Linked DNA regions of Bombyx mori: region 1 is linked to region 2. Evidence: chromatin contacts called from public Hi-C data. All regions are on one chromosome and are shown on one strand. Each heading gives the region's core, a stretch centred on a gene start, on an enhancer-like site or on the middle of the called end of the contact. The rest is flanking DNA. Distances are from core to core; before and after follow the strand shown.

Region 1 (6,707 bases), core at 3,180-5,679, 39 kb after region 2:
TCTGCTGAATGCAATCGCCTCTCATCCGCCTTCAGTCAGCAATCAGGTCCTTACCACAATATTATGGTTCTTTTGATGTGAAACACGTTAGTTATAATATATATATATACGTATAGTTTCACGTAAAATCGATTGATGACGTGGCGACGAAGAGTGAAATTTTATTTGGCTTCAGCGACATTTTTGCTACTTTACAAGAAACTTTACTTTTTAAAGTTTAAAATTTGGAAATTTGGAAAAAAACCTCAGCTATTCGAATGGAGTATAGGTGATTGAAGTTCAATTAAAAACATCGAACTGTTGATGCTGATACCGAATAAAACGGACCTTTAATTACAAAGATAAATGTTGCGTGTTAAGCGAAATGTCGCTTGACACTGAAAAACTGAATAGCATTTCGCTCTTCGATATACAGTCTTTAAGCGACTGTTTTTTAATAATATGTTTTTTTTTATTGCTTACATGTGTGGACGAGCTCACAGCCCACCTGGTGTTAAGTGGTTACTGGAGCCCATAGACATCTATAACGTAAATGCGCCACCCACCTTGAGATAAGTTCTAAGGTCTCAGTATAGTTACAACGGCTGCCCCACCCTTCAAACCGAAACACATTACTGCTTCACGGCAGAAATAGGTGGGGTGGTGGTACCTACCGGAGCGGACTTACAAGGGGTCCTACCACCAGTATATTAATTACCACCAGTGTATTAATAACATTTTATTTTTCATTACGTCACATGAATTTCCTGTCGTAAACTATCCTCCATACATCTATATCTCTACAAAATAATATCAATGACATCTGTCAGCCTTACCGCGAAGGCGCATTTACATTGCATAGTCGAATAAAAGAACTCACGACCCGCTTAATGTTAAGTGGTTGGTAGAGCCCATAGACAACAACAAGAACGCCGTCATCGACCTCAAGACTTGAGGTCTGAATTGTACAGAATTATAACCACGCATATTACTATTTTTGCGGGTACATGATGTAATTCGTTCCACGATGACAATTTTGGTACCTGTCTGCGGAATTCGAACCCTGGCACGGTCGCTTCCCTCAAGCACACCGGTCGTCTCATCCATTAGGCTAACACATAATTAGAATTCTAAAAAAAAGGACTTTATAATCATACGCCATTTTAAAAGCCCTTTCACGAATCGCAAAGTGGAATATTCTCGAAGGATCGTGACTAAGCGCGTTCGTATCCTTTTATAATTCAAGCCCACGCCCTTTGCTGTCCGGCTGTCGATTCGAAATATCGATTATGAAAATCGCAATCGTTCTCGTATCGATACATCAGAATCGATATCGGCTTTTATCCTGTCAATGTGGACGGAATGATTTGCAGGATTTAGCATTAACATTGATGAGAACGGTTCGAGATGTGTGTTCGAATAAATGAACGCATTGAGGTCGTGTTAACGTCAAAATGCGACCTCAAGACGAAGAGGTCTTTGGCTAGAAACTACCCTCCAGTGTTTTCGGAGCGCTATAACAATATCCTTCTTCAAATAAGGCCAGGGCCCTCAAACTGCGATACTTTAAGACAAAAAATTTTTTTTATATGGAAACTAGCGACATCTTGTAGCCGATGCCCCTAAACTTATATATTAAACACAGAATGTTAAAAAATAATAAATCATACAAATATTTATTTGTTACAGACAAATTGATTAAATTTTATCAATTTGTGGTTTCTGAAAACTTACAAAATCTTTCTTTCTTAAAAAAATTTTAAGTGTATTTAGATGGTTGGACGAGCTCACGGCCCACCTGATATTAATTGTTTACCATGCTCATAGACATCTACAATGTAAATGCCACACAGAACCCACCTTGAGATCTGAGTTCTCAGTATAGTTACAACGGCTGCGCCGCCCTTCATGCCAAAACGCGTTACTGCTTCACGGCAGAAATAGGCAGGGCGGTGGTGCCTACCCGTGCGGACTCACAAAACGTTCTACCATCAGTAATTACGCAAATTATAATTTTTGCGGGTTTGATTTTTATTACACGATGTTGTAATAAACATTTTCGGTAAAATTTAGATTTTCAATACCTGCAAAATCTTTAGTGTTTTTAGCTAAGCGCATTTTTGTACATATTATAAGTACAATATCTAGGTAATAGTTAGTAACAATAAACGGAAGACGAAAAAAAAAAGAAGGATAATCCAACAAAGCGAACCTGGTTTATATTTAGTAATAGCCCTTAAATAACAGATGGCGGCAGCGGTAGGTTCATTCGTGTTAATACGTTTTTTTTAGTTGTTTACTGTCAACTATGACATGTCCTTCTTCAAACGAGGCGTGTGGACAGTATTTAACTGTAGGCGGCGGCTTGGTTCTGCCCCTGGCATTGTCTAAAGTCCATGGGCGACGGTAACCACACACCATCGGGTGGGCCGTATGATAGTCTGCCGATAAGGGCAATAAAAATCTATATTCATATTATAAAGCTAAAGAGTTTGTTTGTTTGTTTGGTTGAACGCGCTAATCACAGGAACTACTGGTCTGATTGATCCGAAAAATTCTTTCAGTGTTAGATAGCGCATTTACCGAGGAAATCTATAGGCTATATAAGATCACGGCAAGACCAATACAAGCGGAGCACCAATAAAAATTGTTTCAAAATCGGAGTTTTTTTCCTTTTGAGAGCTTCCGCTGCGTGCGCTGTGGAAATGCTTAAAGTTTCGCTAAAATAATGTATGACGGAATTGTTCCCCTTTAAAAGTTCTAAAAAAAGTCCACGACAGCAAATTTTGATATTTTAAGGTTGGCTCACTATTAATCTTTTTTATGCTAACCAATTTTTTTCTAAATAAAGCTTATTTGTGAAGCTGTTTTTATAAAGAGGATATTAATCCATCCAATTATATTAATCTGTCCAAATAAACACGTTATTCATTAAAATTATTTAGTTCCTTCTATGTAAATGAAGTTGCGGGTAAAACTTAGCTTTATCCCAAACTAACTTCCACACGGATGAAGTCGCGGGCAAAAGCTAGTAGTAAATTAATAAAAAAACACACGGACGTGTAATTTTTCGAATCTTAACGTATTTTTCCATATGCTTTGACTTAAGTGTCGTCTACAATTATAATAATTACCTTAGTGTACCTACCATTTTCGCGTCACAAGAACGCATTTACCTAAAGAATAATATGGTAATTATGGTCATTAAATCGTAACGATTGGAGTATTTTTAATAAGAATTCATTCGTTTAGTACGTATGTTTATAACAAAGCTGTGTCTGGCTATATCGTAGAGTGAAAAGCTATTTAGTATAAGCGAAATTTCGCTTAACACGCGAGAGAGAGAGAGAGTATTCTTTATTGTACACCAAAAAACAAATAAACAGTGCGATACATTAAACACAAAAAAGTACAATTGGCGGTCTTATCGTTAAGAGCGATCTCTTCCAGACAACCATTAGGTGGACAAGAATCACGCGACATTTATCTTTGCAATTAAAGATCCGTTTTATTCGGTATCAGCATCAACGGTTCGTTGTTTCTAATTGAACTTCAATTAAGTTTACCTCATTCGAATAGCTGAAGAAGTTTTCTTTTTTTAATGATATTTTTCCAAATTTTAAACTTTGCTCTCCTGTAAAGTTGCAAAAATGTCGCTTAGCCTTTGACCACTCGATATATTGGAACCAGGCGAGGGGATAAGACGAATGGGATCTGAAGCTATCTACACTTAGCATTGGGAGGACCTGGGTTGAAATATAGAGGGGGTAACCCAAGTCCCAAAAAATATGTCGTATCGGATCTATTCGATCCACTTTCGGTGCTTTTAGGGTCTCCAAGCACCGGTCATGGTTCTCGTTGAAATAGCAGAGCAACGTGGCGAAGATTTTGAAGTATGCGACCCAGATAATAAGCACAAATTACTCTAATTACGGAACTTCTAAATGTTCTAAGCCGAGAACGAGAATCGGAACTAACTATACTGAGGCCTTAGACCTCATTTCTCAAGGTGGGTGGCGGTATTTACGTTGTAGATGTCTATGGGCTCCAGTAACCACTTTACACCAGGTGGGCTGAGATCGTCCACAAACCTAAGCAACAAAAGACTGGTCAACCTGTCACCTGACAAGTAGGAGAGCTCACGCGGCTCAGCCTGAGGTATGCTGCTCTAATGCTGGTCCTAGCAAGACCAGTGCTTCGCTGAATCTAACACCGGAGCGCAATCGCGACCCACTGAGAAGATCCGGCGAGAAACTCAGCGGGTTGTGTCGGAGGGTACGACGAGAACGATGACCGGTGTTAGTGGATCGGGAGGATCTGAAATGACGCCATTACCGAAGATAATGCTGTAAGGCCCTCGTGTTCTGTGCAGCTGTCGCAACAGTTTAGCCTCAAACCTCAAAATTTTTTTTTCGTCTATCCACTAATAAAACGATTTGTCAGTCCGTACGTCACGCAGGTGGTCCCCACCTGTTTACAAGTCATTTGTCAAAGACACGTCGAAACGATGCCACAGTGTTGCTGGTTTTTAGAAGTGACATAATTTATTTTTTTGTAAATTTACGCTAAACCAATTGAAATATTTAGTAATCGCGAAGGCTCGACGAGATTTCGGGTCGTTTATTGGTAATCGCCTACCAGTGCCCATGGACCTCAAAATACTAGGTCGTGTATTTAAGCGGATGTTTGCCTTTAAAACGCAATAACATACTTATCTACAGCAGTTGAGCAGCGGATTAATTGGGACGAAAAACTGTATACGCTTTTTTTTTTTTTTTTTTCGAAAGACTGACGAGATCCACTAAAACTCGCATTAGCGGTTAACCCAAAGTGTCTACAAGAGAATTAGAGGGACAATATAAACACGGCCCTTTGCTCGGCGGGCGAGTGAAAAAAAAATGTTACCTACGTACCTGTCAAGCTACTGTCAACGGACCATTTGTCAAGTGCTCGAGGATCACGGCGGCTGTCTCGATTTAAGGCAGACAGAGAGAGAGAGAGAGAGAGAGTGAGAGAGGGAGACCAGAAACTAAACATACGGTTTGATGTCTCGTTGCGAATCCTTTACAGTTCTACTTGTGGTATTGTGAGTCCGCGAGGGTAGGTAACACTGTTTTAGCTATTTCTGCCGCGAAGCAGTAATGCGTTTCGGTTTGATGGGGAGGCCTTTGTACTGTAAAAATTGAGACCTTAGAACTATTATTTCAAGGTAGGCGACGGCATTAACGTTGTAGATGTCTATGGGCTCCGGTGACCACTTCACACTAGGCGGATCGTGAACCAGTCCGTACATCTTAGCAATAGATAATGTAAAGTTGAAAAGCTAAGGTTGTCCTGGTGGAGAACGTAGTAATCTCAATTTTTATTACTACTTGCGAAGATCAAAGACTATATTATCATGGGAGTGTAAGGCTATTTTGTTTTACCGACATTTTTGTTACTTTACAGGAGAACCATTTAATGTTTATAATTTGGTAAAAAATGTGATGGTATGGATATGTGATGAGACGAAATGAAAATGAGGTTGAGGTAAGAGAGTGTTAACTATGAATGTGGAAGGATATAGAGGAAGAGGTAGACCTAAGAAGAAATGGGTGGATTGCGTGAAAGACGATAATAATATGTGTATGAGGGGAGTGAGCGAAGAAATGGTATATGATAGAGGAGTGCTGATTGGGAGAAGGGCAGGAGAATGACGAATTTATTAAAAAATATCATAAAAAAAACACTTCTTCAGCTATTTGAATGGGGTAAACTTAATTGAAGTCAATCAAAAACATCGAACTGTTGATGCTGATACTAAATAAAACGGACCTTTAATTACAAAGATAAATTTCGCGTGTTGGGCGAAATGTCGCTTATACTAAATACCCTTTTATCCTTCGGTATTACAGCTCTGATCCAATTTTTACGTCTTAAACTAAGCCAGCAGCAGACCCACAGCCAAACTTGTGTTAAATGCTGAATCTTTCGAAAACTAATCTATATCTTATATATTAATACGTGAAGCAGAACCTTTGTACTCCCTTTTTACGAAAATCGCGCGGACGGAGGAGTACGAATTTTCCCACACTTATATAGAATATAGAGAAGGAGTGCCCCGTCATGACTTACGCGAGTGTGGTGTTCGCTCACGCGGCCCGCACAAACATAGACACCCTTCAATCTCTACAATCCCGCTTTTGCAGGTTAGCCGTCGGAGCTCCGTGGTTCGTGAGGAACGTTGACCTACACGACGACCTGGGCCTCGAATCTATTCAGAAATACATGAAGTCAGCGTCGGAACGGTACTTCGATAAGGCTATGCGTCATGATAATCGCCTTATCGTTGCCGCCGCTGACTACTCCCCGAATCCTGATCACGCAGGAGCCAGTCACCGTCGACGCCCTAGACACGTTCTTACGGATCCATCAGATCCAATAACCTTTGCATTAGACGCCTTCAGCTCTAACACTAGGAGCAGGCTTAGGGACCTCGGTAACCGTACTCGTCGAACTCGACAAAGAGTTCGCCGTGCAACCTAACCCATGAATCAGCTCGCTGAGTTTCTCGCCGGATCTTCTCAGCGGGTCGCGATTCCGATCCGGTAGTAGATTCATTCGCGAAGCAGCTACTCTTGAGTTGTTAGGTCTCCTTCGGAGGCGCTCGGGCAGCTGTTAGCAAATCCCACCCCTCCTGGCTGAGCCTTTGCTCGCCCACCTGTCCTGGTGAAACTGGAAAGGCCTCC
Region 2 (6,630 bases), core at 2,911-5,410:
AGACCTTAGAACTTATATCTCAAGGTGGGTGGCGCATTTACGTTGTGGATATCTATGGGCTCCAGTAACCACTTAACACCAGGTGGGCTGTGAGCTCGTCCACCCATATAAGCAATAAAAAAAATTAAAAAAAATACATTTGTACAATAGGCGGTATTATCGGTAAAAGCGATCTCTTCCAGACACGGAATAGATAAATAAGGTTATTTAACCTTATTTATCTATTCCGTGCTTCCAGACAACCGTTTGATTTACAGAAATTCTAGAAAATATAATGATACAGCAGGTATTATATATATTCTAGGCAGCGGCTTGGCTCTGCCCCTGGCATTGCTGACGTCCATGAGCGACGGTAACCACTCACCATCAGGTGGGCCGTATGCTCGTCTGCCTATACGGCAATAAAAAATAAAAAAAACGGTATTTTGCCGTGTACTATTAATAATACATTATTATAGAAAATACATAAATACAATAAATAGATTTATGCCGTTTATATGTAACATGAAATCACTATAGTTTGGTTTATATACCAATATACTTACATACTAATGTAATTTATATAGTTTTAATTAAAACTTAAACCATGAATTACTAGCTGTGACACTCGGCTTCGCCCACGTTATCAAATAAAATGTCAGTGTAGTTTGCTGTGAGAAAGAGAAGTTTTTTTTTTTCGGGATAAAAGTTAGCCAATATCACTCTACTGACCTAATTCTATATCAGTTTTAAAATAAATCATGCCGAGCCGTTGCGACGCCGTAGAAGTTCAAGCAAACACACAAACAAACACACAAAATCACATTTTCACATTTGTTATATCGAGGGGTGAAAAGCTATTTGGTTTAAGCGACATTTTTGCCACTTTACAGGACAGCTAGTTTGAAAAATTTGAAAAAAATATCGTAACAAAATACATTTCTTCAACTATACGAATGGATTAAACTTAATTGAAGATCAATTAAAAACATCGAACTGTTGATGCTGATGCCAAATAAAATAACCCTTTAAATACACAAGTACAACGATAAATGTCGTTAAACCAAAATTTCACCCCTCGATATGTAAGTACAAAAAAATTAATTCGAAATATAAAAATTATTGTTTTTTTTACTTCTATAATCGAACCCACAAAAATTGTAATTAACGTAAAAACAAACCCGCAAATATTGTAATTTACGTGATCACTCATGTTAGGGATTTTAATGTTTTAAGCTTTCAGCGGTGGGTTCCGTTTTGAAGAAAGAATGGACGGCTTACCGTCGTGACGGTGACATCTGTCTGATACGGAACCATTACATCTCCACTGATACAAACCTAAGTTCTACATAACATAATTTTAATTCGAAAAAAATATTGTTTTTTTTTCTTCTAAAATCGAACCCGCAAAATTGTAATTAGCGTAAAATCAAACCCGCAAAATTTTAATGTTTAAGCCTTCACCGGTGGGTTCCGTTTTGTAGAAAGAAAGGACGGCTTACCGTCGAGATGGTGACAGCTGTCTGATTCGGAACCATTATATCTCCGTTGATATAAACCTAAGTTTTACATAACATCATTGTTAGACACAGACAAATGGTCCATACGTTATATATATATATATATATATATACATATATATAGTGCATTGTACATTTCGGATAGGTACATTGTCACAAAATTTATGATTAATGCATTCCACTGAACGTCTCAATTCCGTTGGGGAAATATGATCATTAATAACTCTTATTGTTGTATTAAAATCTTTTCATGGGCAGCTAACGCTCTCGATATTGTAGCAGGAGAGGTCAGTGGTTCTCAAATTTTAAAAATACTTACGCATAATATGGAATAGTGGTCTGAGACGACTGGTGCATAGGTAGCCCTCCTATAAACACGGTAGATACGTTCTTTTTTCTTCTTCTTATTGGTGGGTGGACCTGCTCACGGCCCGCCGGAGCCCATAGACATCAACAACGTAAATGCCGTCACCCACCTTGAGATATAAGTTCTAAGGTCTCGGTATATTTACAACAGCTGCCCCACCCTTCAAACCGAAACGCATTACTGCTTCACGGGAGAAATAGGCAGGGCGGTGGTACCTACCCGCGCGGACTCACAAGAGGTCCTACCACCAGTAACCAACCTACACTTACAAAGTCGCAGGTTGTGCCAAATCGTGTTATGTGAGACTAGCCTTGTGAGCTAAGTCGCTTTTCACGAGGGGAACGGAAAGAGAGGGAGGTGGGGGCTATTTTATACCGCGACTCGCCGTCGCTGTGCCGCATGCCAATTCAACACCAATAAAAAAAGTAAACAAACGCACGTTTGTTCTCATATTTTCGACGTAAATATGCTTAACATTTTTTTGTTATGTTATTATAAAAAAGTTTGAGAGCCGCTGTCCTACCTATCAAAGAGTCATCCGGCTGCATTTTTAGTTTATTATTCATAAATCGTGTATTTGTATTGCTGCTTTCTTCCTTTTTCGTTCGTGGAAAGGATAATGCGAACGAATTAAACAGAATAAAAGAAAAAAAAATGTATATTTTTTGTTTCTTCTTGACAATTTGATGATTTTTCTTTGGGCTGTTTGAGTTTGGGTTTGAGACGACGTCTTACTCTGAGTTGCATATGCTATTCTTCATCAGGACCGGAAGACGACAAATATCACGATTTCACGTCATCACGGATCCTCCCGATCCATTAACGGTGCTTTTAGGTACCACAAGCAGCGGTCATCGTTCCCGTCGAACCCGTCGCTTGCGACGAAGGGCTCGACGAGTAAATTAACCCTCAGACACTGCCCACTGAGTTTCTCGCCGGATCTTCTCAATGGGTCGCGATTGCGAGCCTGTGGTAGATTCTGCACTGCCCTAGCTAGGGCTAGTGTTAACAAATTCCCTCAGGTTGAGCCCGTGAGCTCACCTACCGGCACGTAGCTGGAATAACCTCTTAGGCTACTAGCAAATACAGATACAGGAAAAAAGTCTGTCTATAAGGACAATGCACAATTTTTTATTAATCAATCTTTAAACCATTACTACCTTAATATACATCTTCCACTATCCAATCTCTGGCTGTTTAAGTTAACGAAAGTAAAATCAAATTCTTTTGCTGCACTAGAGTGTATTTGTACAGTAACGTCATCATTCAACAGTACCTCGTAAATGTTTTATTTAGTTTCTATTAAATTTATTATAAAAAAAAGAACATAATATTCCTAACCTAACAGTACATGTTATTATCCGCAACACGCTTCGTCAGATTACAGAAATAGAGCTATCAGCAACATGCTTCGTCAAAAAGTACAATACTTACTTTCAGCTGCAAGCGTCGTCATAAAGGACAATTAAAAATAAGTCCTTACGAAACATCTTAGTGGATCCCTTCATTTTTGAAGGTCGTGTCTAACTTGAAGTGTTGCACTACGCACTGTGCTCCTCCACTTCTTCCTGTCCTCGGCGGTCTCTATAGGCAGGCGGATCAGCATCTTTATCAGATCTGACTGGGCCCCGGGAGCTCACCTACTGGTCAAGCCTGAATGACCCCTCCAGGCTGGTACATCAATCCACCTTCTCCTTTCTAAAATATTGGCGGTAAACAGGACAGGATCGCTAATTTACTATGTTAGCATCCAATTCGGTTATTGGTTTAGCTATTTTTTTTAAATATTATATGTTTGTACTGTACTGTTTGTTTCCCAAATAAATAAATCTATACATATAAATAAAATTGGAGTGTCTGTTTGTAATATTGAAATAACCGCTTTTTACTACATGCATATGAATATATATACGGTACATATACCAAACATTTTTTACAATTTTTGTCTGTCTGTCTGTTTGTTCCGGCTAATCTCTGGAACGGCTAGACCGATTTTGACGGGACTTTCATCAGGTAGCTGATGATATAAGGAGTAACTAAGGCTACTTTTTTTAGAGTAGCTTCGCCCCGCGGCGTCAGCCGCGGTTCGACAAAAACCGCGGGTAACATCGCGGGACTCAACTATCAATAATAAAATTTAATATTTCCGAAGCGAAGCGAGGGCGGGTCGCTAGTAAATAAATAAATCTGACCAGCGGGTAGGTCCGCGTCCGCGTGATAAATGCATGGCCGTGAGTGGTCAGCAGCAGAGGGGCACGGGCTAAGTCAAGGACTCACGGAAGAAGCGGACCTAACTCGAGCACCGGTTGGGGCACGTGGAATGTGCCTTGGCAACGCATTGTGACCCTCACAGAACTGCACTACATATTCCATTAATCGAACTATTTCGGTTGATCTTCAATTATCAGTCTTATCGCTGCGAAGTGAGGTCTGTTTCTCTGTGACAGTCGGCCCATCCTTCGAATTTAGGGATCATTAAAACGCAACAGAATCAAAGGAAGCCGATATCGTGACTTGACGGAATCGGAATGCCGGAGAACAGTAACCAGCGTGTGGACCTGGTATCGATGGGACGTTGTAATGAAAATTTTAAAAGAAACAGCCAACGGTGCGGGTCTCGGTAGAATTGTCGCGCTGACTACGAAACACGGGTGTACGTAGGCATCGCGTGTGACGTCATTTGAGGCTACGAGGTAAACTAAGGTCACACGCTAATACGCAACGATTGGCCACATATGACGTCATATATGGTTTTTTTATTGTTTAGCTGAGTGGACGAATTCACGGCCTACCTGATGTTAGTTGGTCACATAGACATCTACAACATAAATGCCGCTACGTACTTCGAGACATGAGTTCTAAGGTCTCAGTATAGCTACAACGCCTGCCCCACCCTTCAAACCGAAACGCATTACTGCCTCACGGCAGAAATGGGCAGGGTGGTGGTACCTACCCGTTTTTTCTTTCGTGCCTATTCTAGTAACCTCGAGGGGCTATCTAGATTCGGTGAGCTAGTAGGTGAGCTCACGGGGTTCAAGGCGGGAGTTGCTAACACTGGCCCTAGCAAGAGCAGTGCTTCGCAGAATCTACCCCCGGATCGGAATCGCGACCCGCTGAGAAGATCCGGCGCGAAACTCAGTGGGTCGTTCTTAGGTACACGCAAAGTGATCTCGTTCGCTAACAAATGCTCACGCTACAATATCAAGTCGAACTTAAGACCGCTTTTGATTCAGGTTCTTTTAAATAGACCGTGATAATCAGAGCAAAGCAATAAGCTTATTGTGACGTCATCAGTGCTTTATGCGCCTGTGAATTCTCAAGTTAAAACGATGTCTCCAAGTCACTGAAGATTACTTTGAAAGGTTCCATTATCTATATATTAAATACGTGAAGCAAAAACTTTGTACCCCTTTTTACGAAATCGAGCAGACGGAGGAGTAGGTATGGAATTTCCCACACTTATAGAGAATATAGAGAAGGAGTGGAGAGTGATTTTTTTTTTAATTATGCATCAAAAATACAATAAATCAATAAATAAAACATTACACACACTACCATGTATTTAACACAAACACGCAAATATACTCTGTTGTTTTTTGTAAAAGTCTGTGGTCGAATTGAGAATAAATTAATATTGTTTGTCTCTAATATTATTTGTCTATAGTGTAGTTTTGGCGCAATCTGTGATTATAGAAGTATAGTCTTCGACAATAGAATCATATTAATGTTCAAACTTATAATTTCAATTAATTATAGTCGAATTTGGACTGCTGAGGGACCACTGCTATATATAAATAGATATAGGGACAGCTAATAGGGGCGCTTTAAAAAAAAAAACCGAATCCATAATTACTTCAGACGAGCCGACACATAATTCCGTTGAGAAAAGAAAAAGAAAAAAAACCCGAATTGGACCCGTCAGAAAATTCCAATTTCAAAATCGTCTAGAAACTTTTTGATTGCAATAATCAAGATGGCGCCTAGGTAGGTACGGGTGAAGGGAAAACGCGCGCGAAATAAAAACCGCCGAAGCAAAGAATTTCATTAAAATAAAACATCGATGAACAATGAGACCATTAATAAAAGCCTACCCAGAAAAAGATTAATGTCTGACGGTACCGGGCCCGGTAATAAATTGGTTTCTTTCGACCGGGGTGACCTACCCCTGGCGGCCATCTTGTGCTAACTCGACACGCGATTGGTCGGCTCCCTTTCGAATCGATAGACGACGCTTCGGTTGCGTAAGGTCGTAAGTGTCGCGTTTAGCTTTCGAGCCGTTTTCGACTTTGAGAAGGCCGATGGAAATTAATGGGAACTGGTTCTAAGTTTCGACTCGTATATAGCGTTCAGGGTTCGACGTTAGAATCGCTAGGAACCCATAAGTCTGCTTGAAGGTCGAAGCGGTCAGGGAATCTAGAAGCAACAAAAGGTAGAGATAGGCACGATTTTAAAAATATTTTATGACCATGGTAGGTGTTACCATAGCTCCAAAATTTTGTATACATTTTATTCATTACGTTTTCTCGAATATTTTTTTTATTGGTTAGATGGGTGGATGAGCTCACAGTTCGCCTGGTGTTAAGTGGTTACTGATAGATTACTGAACCCATAAACATTATCTAGACGCTTTAATATCCTGACCGGTATCGACATGATAAAGAAAACAAAAAATGAAATTTTGCTGTATTAGCGATAATTGTTTCATTTTTAAACTATCTACAAAGCTCTATTGTTTTGCTTAGTGACTAATGTTGAAAATTTGGT

Evidence for each region. A called contact is a pair of places that touch in the nucleus more often than the background predicts.
Region 1: a contact with region 2 is called in a Hi-C map of midgut, with 1.8 times the contacts expected there. The contact joins two enhancer-like sites. A contact is called at or near these places in 3 of 7 Hi-C or Micro-C datasets (midgut and whole pupa).

The regions. Positions count from the first base shown.
Region 1 is chr11:1,761,087-1,767,793 of ASM3026992v2, forward strand. The region is part of intron 7 of LOC101735722 (segmentation protein cap'n'collar); the gene reads left to right. Among protein-coding and RNA genes, the nearest start is that of Mir3356, 35 kb to the left of the region's middle. Within about 2 kb of position 4,430, at least 2 of the 8 cell types and tissues checked have open chromatin away from gene starts, as enhancers often do.
Region 2 is chr11:1,722,446-1,729,075 of ASM3026992v2, forward strand. All of the region lies in intron 5 of LOC101735722 (segmentation protein cap'n'collar), which reads left to right. Among protein-coding and RNA genes, the nearest start is that of Mir3356, 3.8 kb to the right of the region's middle. Within about 2 kb of position 4,161, at least 2 of the 8 cell types and tissues checked have open chromatin away from gene starts, as enhancers often do.